Regions from separate parts of the Mus musculus genome. Here all the other regions are linked to region 2. The links are chromatin contacts, called in public Hi-C and promoter capture Hi-C maps. All regions are on one chromosome and are shown on one strand. Each heading gives the region's core, a stretch centred on a gene start, on an enhancer-like site or on the middle of the called end of the contact. The rest is flanking DNA. Distances are from core to core; before and after follow the strand shown. Region 1 holds the start of Pogk (pogo transposable element with KRAB domain). Region 2 holds the start of Scyl3 (SCY1-like 3 (S. cerevisiae)). Region 3 holds the start of Gas5 (growth arrest specific 5). Region 4 holds the start of Cenpl (centromere protein L).

Region 1 (3,048 bases), core at 162-2,661, 2.5 Mb after region 2:
GATTTGTACTTTCTGCATATCTATGGGGCCATCCTCCAACTCTTGGATCTCAACCTCTTCCTCCTTTTGCTCTTCTTTCAGGGTCAAATTCAGAGGGTAGGCCCGGGACTCCATTTCTGCATTCAAGAGTTAGCAGACAATCAGGTGTCAGTGGGAACTAGTCTGTGAGAGGGCGGCTCAGGCACACACACACACACACACACAAACCTGTTTAGGTCAAAGCACTGTCTGCTTCCAGCTGGAAGGAAGGGGTTCAGAAAGGTGGCTGGCTTATTTAATTATTACAGAGGCTGAGGGCAGATAATTTATCTGGCTAACTTCAAATATTTAAAGAGCCCCCTGTGGCACGGAGACCAGAGTAGTTTTCACAGAGCCTCTGTGCAGAAGGGCAGAACTTAGAACAGTGGGTAAATATCCCGGGAAGAGGTTTCAAACAGCTCAGTGATGGGCAGAAGTTCCCACTGCCAGGACTGTTTGAGCACGGAATCAGGACCAGAGGAGGGCGGTGCTGATTTGCTACCACATCAAAGTATCTCAGCCTAGATAGGAAATTTAAATAGTTAGCCCAAAATAGTTATCACCTGGGTTTTCCAGATTCATAGGCGCTGTCCACAAGCTACTTCAGAAACTTAACAGTTTTTCTGCCTCAAAGGACCTCCCAAAGCCAAGTCCATGATGCAGAGAGGGGCGTGCCTGGGTGGCAGAGGCCAACCCAAACCTGGCTGGACTTCTCCTCGCCTCTGGGTCGCAAATCCTCTCTATTCGAAGCCTCCTCAGGCTGGTACAAAGAGGTTCCCCAGAAGAGACTGCGGGCAGCTGCTGGGTATGCAGAGAGTGTGCATCTGTGAGCTCCATTTCCCGGGACTTCCCAAGCAAGGATCTTCCCGGAGTTCAGAGTCAGCTTCTTCAATGTTTCTGGGGTGGGTGGAGGCATGGGGAGGTAGGAACACTCGTGAGGTCACAGGAGTCCCGGGACCTGAACTTGGCCGCGGCCTGTGCCCAGCTGCGGGGCGGGTGGTGGGAGGGGCCGGCACGAAGGTGCTCGCCGCCGCCCTTGCCCGCTCCAGCCATCTTGTCCAACCCTCTCCCGCCACCCCCGCCCACCACTAAGGTCCTCGGTCCACCTGCGGGGCGGCGACAGCCCACGCCGCCTACCTCCCCGGCCGGCCCGCAACAAAGGCGGCGGCGGAGGCGACACTGCCACCGGCGGCCCCCGCCCCACCGTGGCCCAGCCTCCTCCGCCGGCCTCGAGGACGAGCCGCCCGGATCCCGCAGCCCGCGCGCACTCACCCCGGCCGAGCGGGCGGCGTCGCCGCAAAGGGCGACGAAGGCTGTGGCCCGGCATTCACCGCGCCATCGTCTCCACCGCTCCCGCCGCCCCAGCGCGGCCCCTCGGGAGGGAGCGAGGACACGTGGTGGGAGGGGAGGGGTGGGCGGAGCCCAGGGTGTTAGGGGCGGGCTAGGGGCGGTGACGTCAGCAGGTCTCGGCGGCGCTTCCGGCGACCTCGGTGCTTCGAGCCGCGTTAGCCCGGTGGCTGGCTCACTTGCGGCCGCCGAGGTGGGCATTTGCTCGGAGGAACACCGCAGCCTTTCCGCTCAGGCATCCAGAAATGCTCTGTGCGCGGAGGGGTGACCGGGCTCATCGTTCTTGTTCTGTCCAGAACGCTGATCCAAGCATACCAAGAAGCGAACTTGAAGATTTTTGTAGTATTGCCCTTTAACTCCCAAGCATGTAGTTTCCTGGGCGTAGTAGGTGTGAAGAAGTTTTTTCGAGTTGTTTGCCCACAGCTCTGTGGAGAATATAGCAACCATGTTCCAGGAGACCTCGAAAATCTTCTTATTTCAGAAAAAGATTCTACAGTCGGAGATCTGTTTGGACCTTGTTTAAACAAACACCACACACACACACACACACACACACACACACACACACACACACACACACACTTCATACTTATTGAAAATACTAAAAGATTGAGTTCAACTTGGGGGTTGGTGATTTATAGCCAAGGAGAGGAAGGGGTGTGGATGTCAAGAGTGTGGATAATTACTAAGAGGAATTATCAAAGATTGAGGGATTCTTGCTAAACCCACTAAACTGGATTCTGGTTGAAAGCAGACCAGGGTGATCAGATAACAAATGTGCTAAACTGACTTAGGATTCTTGCTTAAATAAGGCTGGGCAAGCAGAGGTGGGGGTGGGGAGCACGGCAGCAGAGGCAGCTCAGGAGAGGGTTCAAGAGCCTGTGGTTAAGAAAAGAATCGTTTTTAAAAATCAAAATATTATTTTAAGTAATATGTGCATGGGTATGTGCTTATGCCTGAAGGCTAGAGTCATGGGATACCACTGTGTTGGAGTTACAGGTAGCTGTGAGCTGCCTGATCGGGGTGCTGGAAACTAAGCTCTGATCCTCTTCAAGAGCAGTGCACTTAACACCCGAGCTGCCTTTACAGCCCCCAGGAGAAGCTGTTGTTAAACATTTTACTTTAAACTTATTGCTTCTGTTCACTAATGTGTGTGTAAGCACAAATGCCAAGGCATAGATGAGCTGTGCTTTTTAATACATATAGTACGACACAGAAGACTCACTCTTGAAATGTTGTTATGGCTGACAAGAGCAAAGAGCAATGATGGCTTAATCACTGCACAGAGATTATTGATATATTGAAAGAGAAGGTTAGGATTCCTTTGTTGTTTTAATGGATAGCTCTTTTGATGTATATATTTATTTATTTTTTTAAGAATCAGGAATGGTGGCTTAAATTAATTGATATTCTCATTTTTAACTTTGCTGAGGGAAATGGCAGTTTCCATTGCAAAAGTGAGAAGGTTGTCAGGAAGAGAGCAGAGGGTGCTGGGCCATTGTTGACACCTTCTCTCAAAGGTGAACATGTGTTCCGAAGTAAGAAAAAAAGCAATGCTAAGTTTTAGTCTTTGAGAGTCATACACACACACACACACACACACACACACACACGTATGTATATAAGAGGCTAGTCAGTGACCCATTTTGATCTTTAATTTTTTTTTCAGAAAGATTTATGTGG
Region 2 (2,927 bases), core at 54-2,553:
CAGGTGGATTCTGGGGCTCCCTGGACAGAGAGCCTGGCTTAATCAGTGAACTGCAAGCCAGGGGCAGAGCTTACTTATCTCCAGCCCGTGTCCATGTGCCACCTGAGCAATATCACCTGTCACCCAACTCCAGGCGGGGTAACTGAATCTGTGTGTGCCTGTACAATACTGGTCCTTTTTCCTACAGAATCAAATGTCCGCTGGACAGAATGACTGACATACCCTATTGAGGGTAAGATGTGTAAGTTAACCCGTGGCCTCAAAAATATCTGGAATCTTAATGCAGAGATGTAAGAGATGGTTTATTTAGAAACCTGAGTGACACCAGGATAAATGAAGTGAGTAGATGGTAGAAGTATTGAGTGTGTCCCTTCCAATCATGTCTTACACATGCAGCAGGGAACTGTCTTCTAGTGTTAATTTTAGAGGAGTAGGTGACCATCGTGTTTGAGAAAACAGGCTACATGCTACCCAGGATCCCATCCACAGCTGGACTAGGATTAGTGATCAAAGAATGGATGAGAATGCGAGCAAGCACCCAGAGCGAACGATACAGCATAGATGTGAGTCAGGAATGCATCATCCTCCCAGTGGATTTCTTGCCCTGGTTGAAGTGGCTCAATTCTACTCCTCCAGGAAAAGAAAGGCACAAAATAAATTGATCAAGACAATCCTGGTCTCATTCTGACTTGCCTTACAGGACGTGGTAGCTGATGTTACTTTATCTACATTCTTTACCAGGAAGGCAGAGGCTGGCTGCGACCTCCCACACGCAAATGGGTTGATCATTTAGTCTTCGGTTATTGTAACGAAGGTGAACTTTCGAAGAGAACAAGAAGTCAGCGGATATTGGAGCTGGTAATTCTATCACAGGTGTAGTCTTCTCTTCCTCCGTTCCTTTCCCACACACCCCCCCCCCATCCTTATTTCCCCTCTCCTCCCTTCCCCTTTTCTCCTCTTCACTTTCTTCCCTCCTGTCCGGTCCTCTCCGGTCTTGCGTGACATTCCTTCTAATTGTACTATTTCGCTGAATTATGATTCCAGGTTTTCCATCTGAAACCTTAAGCCTTAATTAAGTCTCAAGCGTTAATCGCCATGATTTCTGACTTCACTAAATACATACATACATACATACATACATACATACATACATACATACATACATACATACATACATATCTTCTCTGACAGCAGGCCAATCCTGGTGGCCAGGATGCTGAGGGGGCAGTCACAACCGGAAAAGTTCTGGCTCAGCCCCAAACTCCTCTCCTCCTCCTCCCCGCCCCCTTACTTGTCTGAAGCCAGAGGTGGCCATTTTGGATTCGGGCGGAAATGAACTCAAAAGCGGCTGGTTAAAAACCCAAACATGAAAACCGGGATGCCCCTGCAGTCGGGCTGAAGACACACGCAGAGAGGCTTCCCTGCCGCCAGAGCCGGCTGCCGGGAACAGGCGTGCGGCGCAGGCTCCCCTGGCGCCCACACCTACCCGGGCCCGCGCCCTCGCAGCACCTGTGCGGCCGCTCTAGCTCGGTTCCGGGTTCGCGCCTCGGTGGTGGCGTCGGAGGAACTGAAGGCCCGGCTGTTGAGCCGCTTCCGGGCCCTCGGAGAGCCGCCGGAGCCGGGTCCTCGGGGGTGTCTGTGGGTGGAGGAGCCGGGGTCTGAGCGTCGGAGCCAGCCGCGGGCCAAGAGGGAGCGGAGCCGCCAGCCTCCTCCCGCCGCCCGCAGGTAACCGGGAGCCGTGCGGCCTGGACGGCGGGGCGGGAAGCGAGCCGGGGCGGCCGGTTGAGCGCTGCCCCGGGGAGTTCGGGGTGCCCCTGTGCCTGGCGTCTCGGGTGAGCCCCGCCGGCCGAGGCCGGTGGAGGGCCGAGAGACCGGGCCTGGAGTCCAGCGGGAAGGCCGCGCGGTGCAGGGTCCCCGACGAGCGTCCACACTCAGCCCCCGGGCTTCACGTGTAGAAAAGACAACAACATCTCCCAAGGTCGCTTTTGCTGAGTTCTGGGATCGCTGCTGCTGCTGGGTTGGGGGACATGTGTGTGCTCTGAGCTGATGTCACACCTCGGAGTACTTTTAGTCCACAGAGACTACATGTTTTGCTTGTCAGCTAGCACAATGCGGTTGAGTTCCTGACAGGGAACATACGTGGCCGAGACAGGGCCGCTGGTAAGATTTGTCACCCAGTATCTAAGTGCCAACGAGTACATATCCTTAGGACTCTCGGGCAAGTCATAACCTTTGGCTCTTTGAAGCGAAGGGAACTAGAACCGAAGAGAGTCTCTACTGTCGGGAGAACTAAGGGACATACTTCCCCCAGAGCACACGTGGTATGTGGTTGAATACCTAGGCAAGGTGCTGCTCCCAAACCAAATGGAACCCTTCAGAAGCTTCGCCTGAAGCCAAAGAAATGAGAAGGATGGAAGACATAGATAGATTAAAGTGTACAGTCACATCCTAGACTGTCAACTCGACGTTTCATTATAGAAAGTATAAGTGGTATAGTCAGTAAAAATGCCATATTAGAATATCCTTTTCTACCTTCGTGTGACTTTCAAAGCTACCTGGCACTATTTCATAGTCCCCTTCTTACTTCCCAAACCAAGAAAAAATCCGTGGAGTTGGGAGTGTTCCTTATGTCTTGCATTTCCATAAGCTCCTTTCAGCTCCGTCCTGAGGGTTGTAAAACACTGCTGGTGCCAGCGGTCCTGCCTCTTAGATACAGGCGTGGGGAGAACCAGAGTGACCGCCTTGTGTGTTCTCAAATCCAGTCCTCGGCGCCCTTTCCCTGCTGTGTTGGGCGCGGGGCTCTGTACAGGGCATCCTATTCGCTTCGGTAGAAACTGAGCCTTGCCTTTTTAAAGGTGCTCTTCCTTAGGGTCATAGGCGACTTATCACTGTGAAAAATGACTGGTTTTGGTAGCTTCCTAGTATTT
Region 3 (3,011 bases), core at 5-2,504, 2.9 Mb before region 2:
GGATGCCCTATAACTTGCTCAGTAGACCAGACTAGCCTGGAACTTAGCGATCTACCTCCAGGAATGCTAGAATTAAGCCACCCACCAGATATTTGTTTTTGACAGGGTCTATGAAGCCCAGGCTATTCCTGGAACTCACTATGTAGACCATCTGGTTTCTAACTCAAAAAGAGCTGACTGCTTCTGCTGAGATTAAAGAATGCTCGTGTTAGAGGTGTTTGACTACCATGCCCGATTAGGCCCATATTTTTAAGCTTACCAGTTTGAGCTCCCACTTTTTGAATATGGGACTCTGAGGTGACTCTGAGAAACATTCCACAGCCCTGTCAGCATTCAATTCACATGCAGAGAATTTGTGGCCTAGTTGCCAGAGTTAGCAAAAACTAAGTAATACTTTTTCTCCCCAACAAACTTGAAACTTGGGTATTCCAAAGTGGTGATGCTACTTTGACTGGGAAAGTTGGTTTCCCACAGCTGCTGACAAAAATAAAGCCTGAAATTTCACACCACAAAGACTGCAATTGCATCAAATAGTCTTAATTAGTTGAGGGTAGTTCCAGTATACCACAAGGATTTAGGCTCACCGTGCATCCAATGTTTCTCTAAATTTATGAGACTACACAGCACACCAGGAAGTAGTCCGGACAAGCTCACTTTATCACCTCGCATTTACAATACACTTATTGAGTAAACAGGTAAGTGCAAACACGGCTTTCAAGACGCAACTTTAACCAATCTGACCTTTTTCCAAAGCGTTATTGTTTGTTTTGAAACTTTTAATCCATTAAGTGCCTCTGTCGATGCCATCACGAATTCAGATGTTTATTTTGGAGCCTACACCAGCGCCTTTTTTGTTTGCTCTTTCCAGCGATTCCCCAGTGAGGAGGAAGCCCCTGGAGTAAAGTCTTTCTCTAGCGTCGGCACTGAAGGGGCGAGAGCTGTAAAAGGGAGAATCGGGAACGCTGGGGTTGGCCAGTCGGGTACTGGGGAGGCCTCTATCAGTGTCAAGAAGCATGGGAAAAGGGGGACCTGGCTAAGCGAGGAGGTGGCACAGATGCCGGGAAGCTCGACAGGAGCAGAGCCCCGCGGCAAGGGAGTTGCGGGCGCACAGGTGAGGCGCGGGACCGGGAAGGGGGCGGCGCCCCGGGATCGGTCTAGGGCGGCGGAGGTTGCCGGGGCGGGGGTGTGTCTGGGTGTGGCCCCGGCGCGCGCGCGGGGTCCTGAGGGAGGGGCTCGCCAAGGGGGCGGGCCCGCGAGCTCGACAGCCCGGAGCCAAAGGGGCGGAAGGTCGCCGAGTGCTGGGAGGGGAGGTGGGGCAGCGACTGAGCGCCGCAGGAGCTGGCTGCAACCCAGACGCGGCCCGGGAGCGTCGGGTATGAGCTAACGGGGCGGGGGTGCGGGGAACGAGCCCAGTCAAGGAGCAGCACCTACCTCCGGGGGTGGAAATGGGCCGGAATGGGCCGGAACACCGTCCCGGAAGTGAAACCCCCCGCCCCCTCCTCCGGAGCGAGCGACGTGCCGGAAGGAAATCAGTCACCCTCACCCCGCCCCACCCCCAGCGCTTTCCTTGCAGGAGCCCCCTCCCCTCAGCCTGTACTCCTCAGGGAGGCGGAGGGCGGGCCTATCGTGCCCGCGGCAACTCCGCCCTCCGGGCTCTCGGGGGCGTGGCCAGAGGGAAAGTTTTGTGGGCCTGAAGAAGGTGGGGCTTGAGGAGGAGTCTGAGGGCGTGTGAGGGGCGGGGTTTAAGTGGACGCAGCAAGCAGCTTTGCGTCTTGACGTCACGAAGACCTTATATACTCGACTCAGCCGCCATCTCAGCCTTTCGGAGCTGTGCGGCATTCTGAGCAGGTATGCAATTTCCTGAGTATGTTATGGCTTCGGGCCTTGGAGGCTGAAGCACTGGAAGCTGGTGGGATTCCCGGCGCAGCCGGTGAGCTTAGTTCAGGGCACAAGCTGGAAACTTTAGGAGGTTGGTTCTGCGTGTATTTGTGACATAAAATAGCATTGGGTTTTGGTCTGGACACCAGACAAAGACGACTCAGCATGCGTGTTCATGCTATGATGAAGGCTATGTTGGTAGGGACAACTGAGCTTGTTGATGAATACCAACGATTCTGATGGCAGAGCATGCTGAGTCACCTCGTGCACGGTTCAACGGGGGTGGAATGCGAAGCCACGCGGTGTTTCTTTCGCGATCACCATGGGATGAAGGCTTTTGCTAGAGATTGCCAGCAGGCCTTAGTCACTAACAAAGAGGACGATTGCTCTTGGGAAGTACCTGGATTAGAGACTTATATGTAACTGCTGGATATGTGCAACTCAACAGTGCCTATGTGGACGGAGTTCTTTGTAAGACAGGTCCATTTTGTGGAAGTAGAACTACTAAAGATTAACATTTTTCTTAGGAATGGCAGTGTGGACCTCTGTGATGGGACATCTTGTGGGATCTCACAGCCAGGTAACTCAGTGGGGGAGGGGCATGACTAGAACATAATGACCACAAAGCCCATGATGGTATGAGAGTAGTGGACAGAAGGGATTTCTGAAAAACACTTTTCTGAGGCTTTAATTCAGCTACTGGAAAGGGTTTAGTTCCGTGAAGAAGGGGACTGACTGTTCACATCTCTTATTTCCAGTTCTGTGGCAAAGGAGGATGAAGGCTTACGAGGTGAGTACTGAATAGTAATGAGAAGTTAGGTTGAAAGGACAGTGCCACAATGATGACATCATATTTGCTACTCTTGACAGCTGGGGTGACGATAGCTTTAAACCACCATGATTATAACTGAGGCACACAAAATAATGATTTGGGGGCTACTTACAGAGTAAGCAGTTTTTACATAAAGATTCCCCCCCCCCAGGACTCGTCAGGAAGCTGGATAACAGAGCGAGCGCAATGTAAGCAATTTTGTGTGTGCATGTGGTCCCATTACAAGGAATACCCAATGGCAAATGAGCACTAAAGATCCCTCAACCCACACATTGAATGTATTGTTCCCTGAGAGCAATTG
Region 4 (3,020 bases), core at 290-2,789, 2.9 Mb before region 2:
TTTGTAGTTTTCTTTAAAAATACTCTCCATTCATGATGTATCAGCTCTTTCAGGTCAATGGGTGAAGTTGTAAAAATTTTAAATTAGATGTGTGTGTGTGTGTTTATGTGTGCGTACCCACAGGTATGTGGGCTCACATGCCACGGTGCCCCTGTGGAAGTCAGAGGACAACTTGTTGGATTCTGTTCTCTTCTTCCATTCACAGTGTGAGTTTTGGGAGTCAACTCTGGTACTCAGGCTTGGCAGGAAGTGCCTGAAGCCACTGAGCCATCTTGTAGGTCTGATGTAGTTTATAAAATAGCCTAGATTATACAATATCCCTATTGTGTTTACCTGCACAAGTGTCAAGGCCCAAGCAAATAACTGCCCCAAAGGAAAATTTTGCCTTCTGTTTAAAAATCTAAACCTTGTACATAAACTAGCACTTGAAGGGACATAAAATGGTAGCTGTCCATTTTGGTAAGTGACATATAATTTTAGAAATTACCTGCTTGACAGTGCAGTTAGTATTTAACTTTAGTACAAGTATAGTTTATAACAATCATTTGTAAATCAATAAACTATTAGAAAAGATTTTATTTAAATTATTACTTTAGTTTTTCTACTAATAGTATACACTACACAGGCTATCTACTTTTTTTTTATAATCAAGGGGGGGACCTTAATTATAACTAATCAAGAGAATGAATGACCTGGTATTAAAATGCAGTTAGAATCAGGGAAACAAGCTGTCAAAAACAGGCGGAAGCTCGTAGCTGCCTTCACCTGGAATTCTTTGTGAACTCAACGCCAGATTTCTGGAAAGAGAACCCCAGATTGGCCGCATGGTCTTCCCGATGGGTCTGGATAAACCCCTGCATAGACGACTTAACCAAAAACCAAGATACATGTTGAAGTCCCGGGATCCGGAGAGACAATCACGAATCCCACGCTGCAGGTGTGGTGGTGCTCAAAACTCGGTTTTCGGAATACCTGGGAACCCTTAAAATTCTAGTTCCCACGCAAATGCATCCAGACCCTGCTCCGCTGAACGTTCTAGTATCTACAAAGTAGATTGACCTGCAAGGTCTCCAGAGACCTTAGGTGAGTGGGTAGGGGGAAAGCCTTTGCTTCCTTCAGTGCATCAGTTCCCACTTTAATTAAACAAGGCTGAGCCCCGAAGATGCCTCAACAGCAGCGCCAGTGCCAGAGCGCCCCAGCCGGAAGGCCGGCCACCAGGCGCGCGTCCTCCCTTTATTCCCACGTATCTCGAAGGTGACCAGGGCATAAGCAGAAATATAAGGAGGTGCAGCCTCGTGTTTCAACTTTCCCAAACCTGGCGGCCCATCCTGGATTTTCCTGAAAGGTGAAGACGAACAAATCCAAACAGCTCTGAGGTTCAAACCCAGACACAAACCACATCCACAAGCCAGTCCCTCTGACGCCCGGCGAGCGCCAAAGTTACGCAAGGATTCCGGCCAATCAGGACGAGGGCGCCTCCGCCATGTTTATTGTGGGCGGCAGTATGCGGGAAAGTTTCGCACCGGTTGGAAAACGGAAGAACAACGCGGCGCAATAGGGGATTGGGAATTTGAGGCTATTGATTGAAGCCTTCCAAGCCTTGCCCTCAGTTAAAATGACGACTTCAGTTGCTTTCAGTTACGTGAAATCGGAGGGCCACAGGCGAGGCTTTCCGAGTCGGCCGCAGGGCAAGTCGGGAAATGATTTTAAACTGGAGGGCGTGGCGTGTGTGGAAAAGCGCCTAGACGAGCGGAACTTTCAAGTCTACCTTTGATCCCCGGAGAGCTCCGGAGAAGGGTCTTTGGGGACTCCCTGTTTTTCGTGGGCCGGCGCCAGCTTCCGAAGAGCGAGGATCATAGAGCCGGGCAGCTTGGGAAGCCGAGCTGTCTCTCCCGGGGGAAGTCGCAGGTCTTGCTCGAGCCTGAGGGAAGCTAGGTTCACTCCAGGACTCCTGATGTCTCTTCTGAACTCACCGGGGATTGCTTCGGTTCTCTCTTAAGCAGTCATTTTGGCCACTTTCTTCTTCTTAAAAAACCAAAACCTTTCGTCTCGACGTAGTCTTGGAGCAAAACTTGAAGGATGATTCGTGAATCCGGAGTGGATGACAGTGTCTTTACGACATAGTTTTGGTAAGAGCTTTTGGGTCCTCGACTGGCCGTGTACTGCATTTCTTTCTGTTGTGTGACTGTTGTCTTTGCAATGCTTTTGTGTATTTAAGATGTGTACAAACGGAAGCTAACGTCAACGTGAGCGTTAGTATGGGAGCAGTGGGTTGACTTTTGTGGCAATATTGCAGTGACTAACTCAGGGACTTTCTTCATGGACTAACCACAAGAAAAACTACTGAGTTTTAGTTGTGTGTTAGGAACTGAGTACAAGAGAATTTGATGAGAGATATAGTTCCGTGGATACTAGAAAGAGGCTGATAGGACCCTTTGCCACGGGCATAAGAGTCAAAGGAGGCGAAGAATTGAGAAATTCGTAGAACCTTTCCCTCCAGTCACCTGGCAACATAGCAGCGTACTTACTAATAGGGTCGTTTGAGGAGTGAACAGTAGTACCAGATATGTCCCAGGACTAGGGAGGCTGAGGCAAGAGAATTGCCGTGAGTTCTAGGCCAACCTGGGCTACACAGAGAGACTGTCACTCGATATAAACAAAACACCCCCAAACAAAAGAATATTCGTTAAAGGCTTAATCTTTGTTAAGTGCTTACAAACATGCCTGAAAAGTAATGTATACTTAGCAGTTATTGTACTAGTTAGCCTACTTTAAAGAAAGATTCTGTATAAACAGAACTGATGAAGACTCCTATCTAAATAGCAAACAAGTGGGGAGAAGAACGGGAGGAGGTGGTGGCAGAGGGAAGACGCTGCCTTCTGAAGGAAAGTTCAGTTGATGGAAGATTTTTAACAGAGGGGTTCGGATAAGTGGGACCTGCATGGCTGCTATGGACAGGAAGAATTTGTAAAGTCAAAAATAATAAAAAAGACTAGGAGCTCTCCTGCCAAACCCAATAC

Evidence for each region. A called contact is a pair of places that touch in the nucleus more often than the background predicts. Capture Hi-C pulls out chosen DNA fragments and counts their contacts.
Region 1: a Hi-C map of CD4 T cells shows a contact between it and region 2, with 4 times the contacts expected there. The contact joins the promoter of Pogk here to the promoter of Scyl3 in region 2. A contact is called at or near these places in 1 of 39 promoter capture datasets (liver) and 2 of 484 Hi-C or Micro-C datasets (CD4 T cells and liver).
Region 3: a contact with region 2 is called in a promoter capture Hi-C map of liver, with 5 times the contacts expected there. The contact joins the promoter of Gas5 here to the promoter of Scyl3 in region 2. A contact is called at or near these places in 3 of 39 promoter capture datasets (hippocampal neurons, liver and pre-B cells), 1 of 484 Hi-C or Micro-C datasets (CD4 T cells), 1 of 115 datasets of contacts at active chromatin or transcription factors (astrocytes) and 1 of 9 other capture datasets (liver).
Region 4: a promoter capture Hi-C map of liver shows a contact between it and region 2, with 4 times the contacts expected there. The contact joins the promoter of Cenpl here to the promoter of Scyl3 in region 2. A contact is called at or near these places in 3 of 39 promoter capture datasets (hippocampal neurons, liver and pre-B cells), 1 of 115 datasets of contacts at active chromatin or transcription factors (astrocytes) and 1 of 9 other capture datasets (liver).

What each region holds. Positions count from the first base shown.
Region 1 is chr1:166,408,417-166,411,464 of GRCm38.p6, forward strand. Pogk (pogo transposable element with KRAB domain) reads right to left here and starts at 1,412. Exons shown (of 6, transcript NM_175170.4): 1 at 1,291-1,412; 2 at 582-915; 3 at 1-116. The coding sequence starts at 600.
Region 2 is chr1:163,928,462-163,931,388 of GRCm38.p6, forward strand. It overlaps Scyl3 (SCY1-like 3 (S. cerevisiae)), which reads left to right and starts at 1,304. Exons shown (of 14, transcript NM_028776.5): 1 at 1,304-1,725.
Region 3 is chr1:161,033,347-161,036,357 of GRCm38.p6, forward strand. Gas5 (growth arrest specific 5) reads left to right here and starts at 1,255. Exons shown (of 11, transcript NR_166052.1): 1 at 1,255-1,373; 2 at 2,406-2,458; 3 at 2,637-2,668; 4 at 2,862-2,898. It overlaps Zbtb37 (zinc finger and BTB domain containing 37), which reads right to left and starts at 1,503. Exons shown (of 5, transcript NM_001356489.1): 1 at 1,432-1,503; 2 at 742-938. It overlaps LOC115487643 (a small nucleolar RNA gene), which reads left to right and starts at 2,048; the gene lies at 2,048-2,127. LOC115487678 (a small nucleolar RNA gene) reads left to right here and starts at 2,504; the gene lies at 2,504-2,565. It also overlaps LOC115487638.
Region 4 is chr1:161,069,228-161,072,247 of GRCm38.p6, forward strand. It overlaps Cenpl (centromere protein L), which reads left to right and starts at 1,540. Exons shown (of 5, transcript NM_001159930.2): 1 at 1,540-2,129. It overlaps Dars2 (aspartyl-tRNA synthetase 2 (mitochondrial)), which reads right to left and starts at 1,433. Exons shown (of 17, transcript NM_172644.4): 1 at 766-1,433. The coding sequence starts at 889.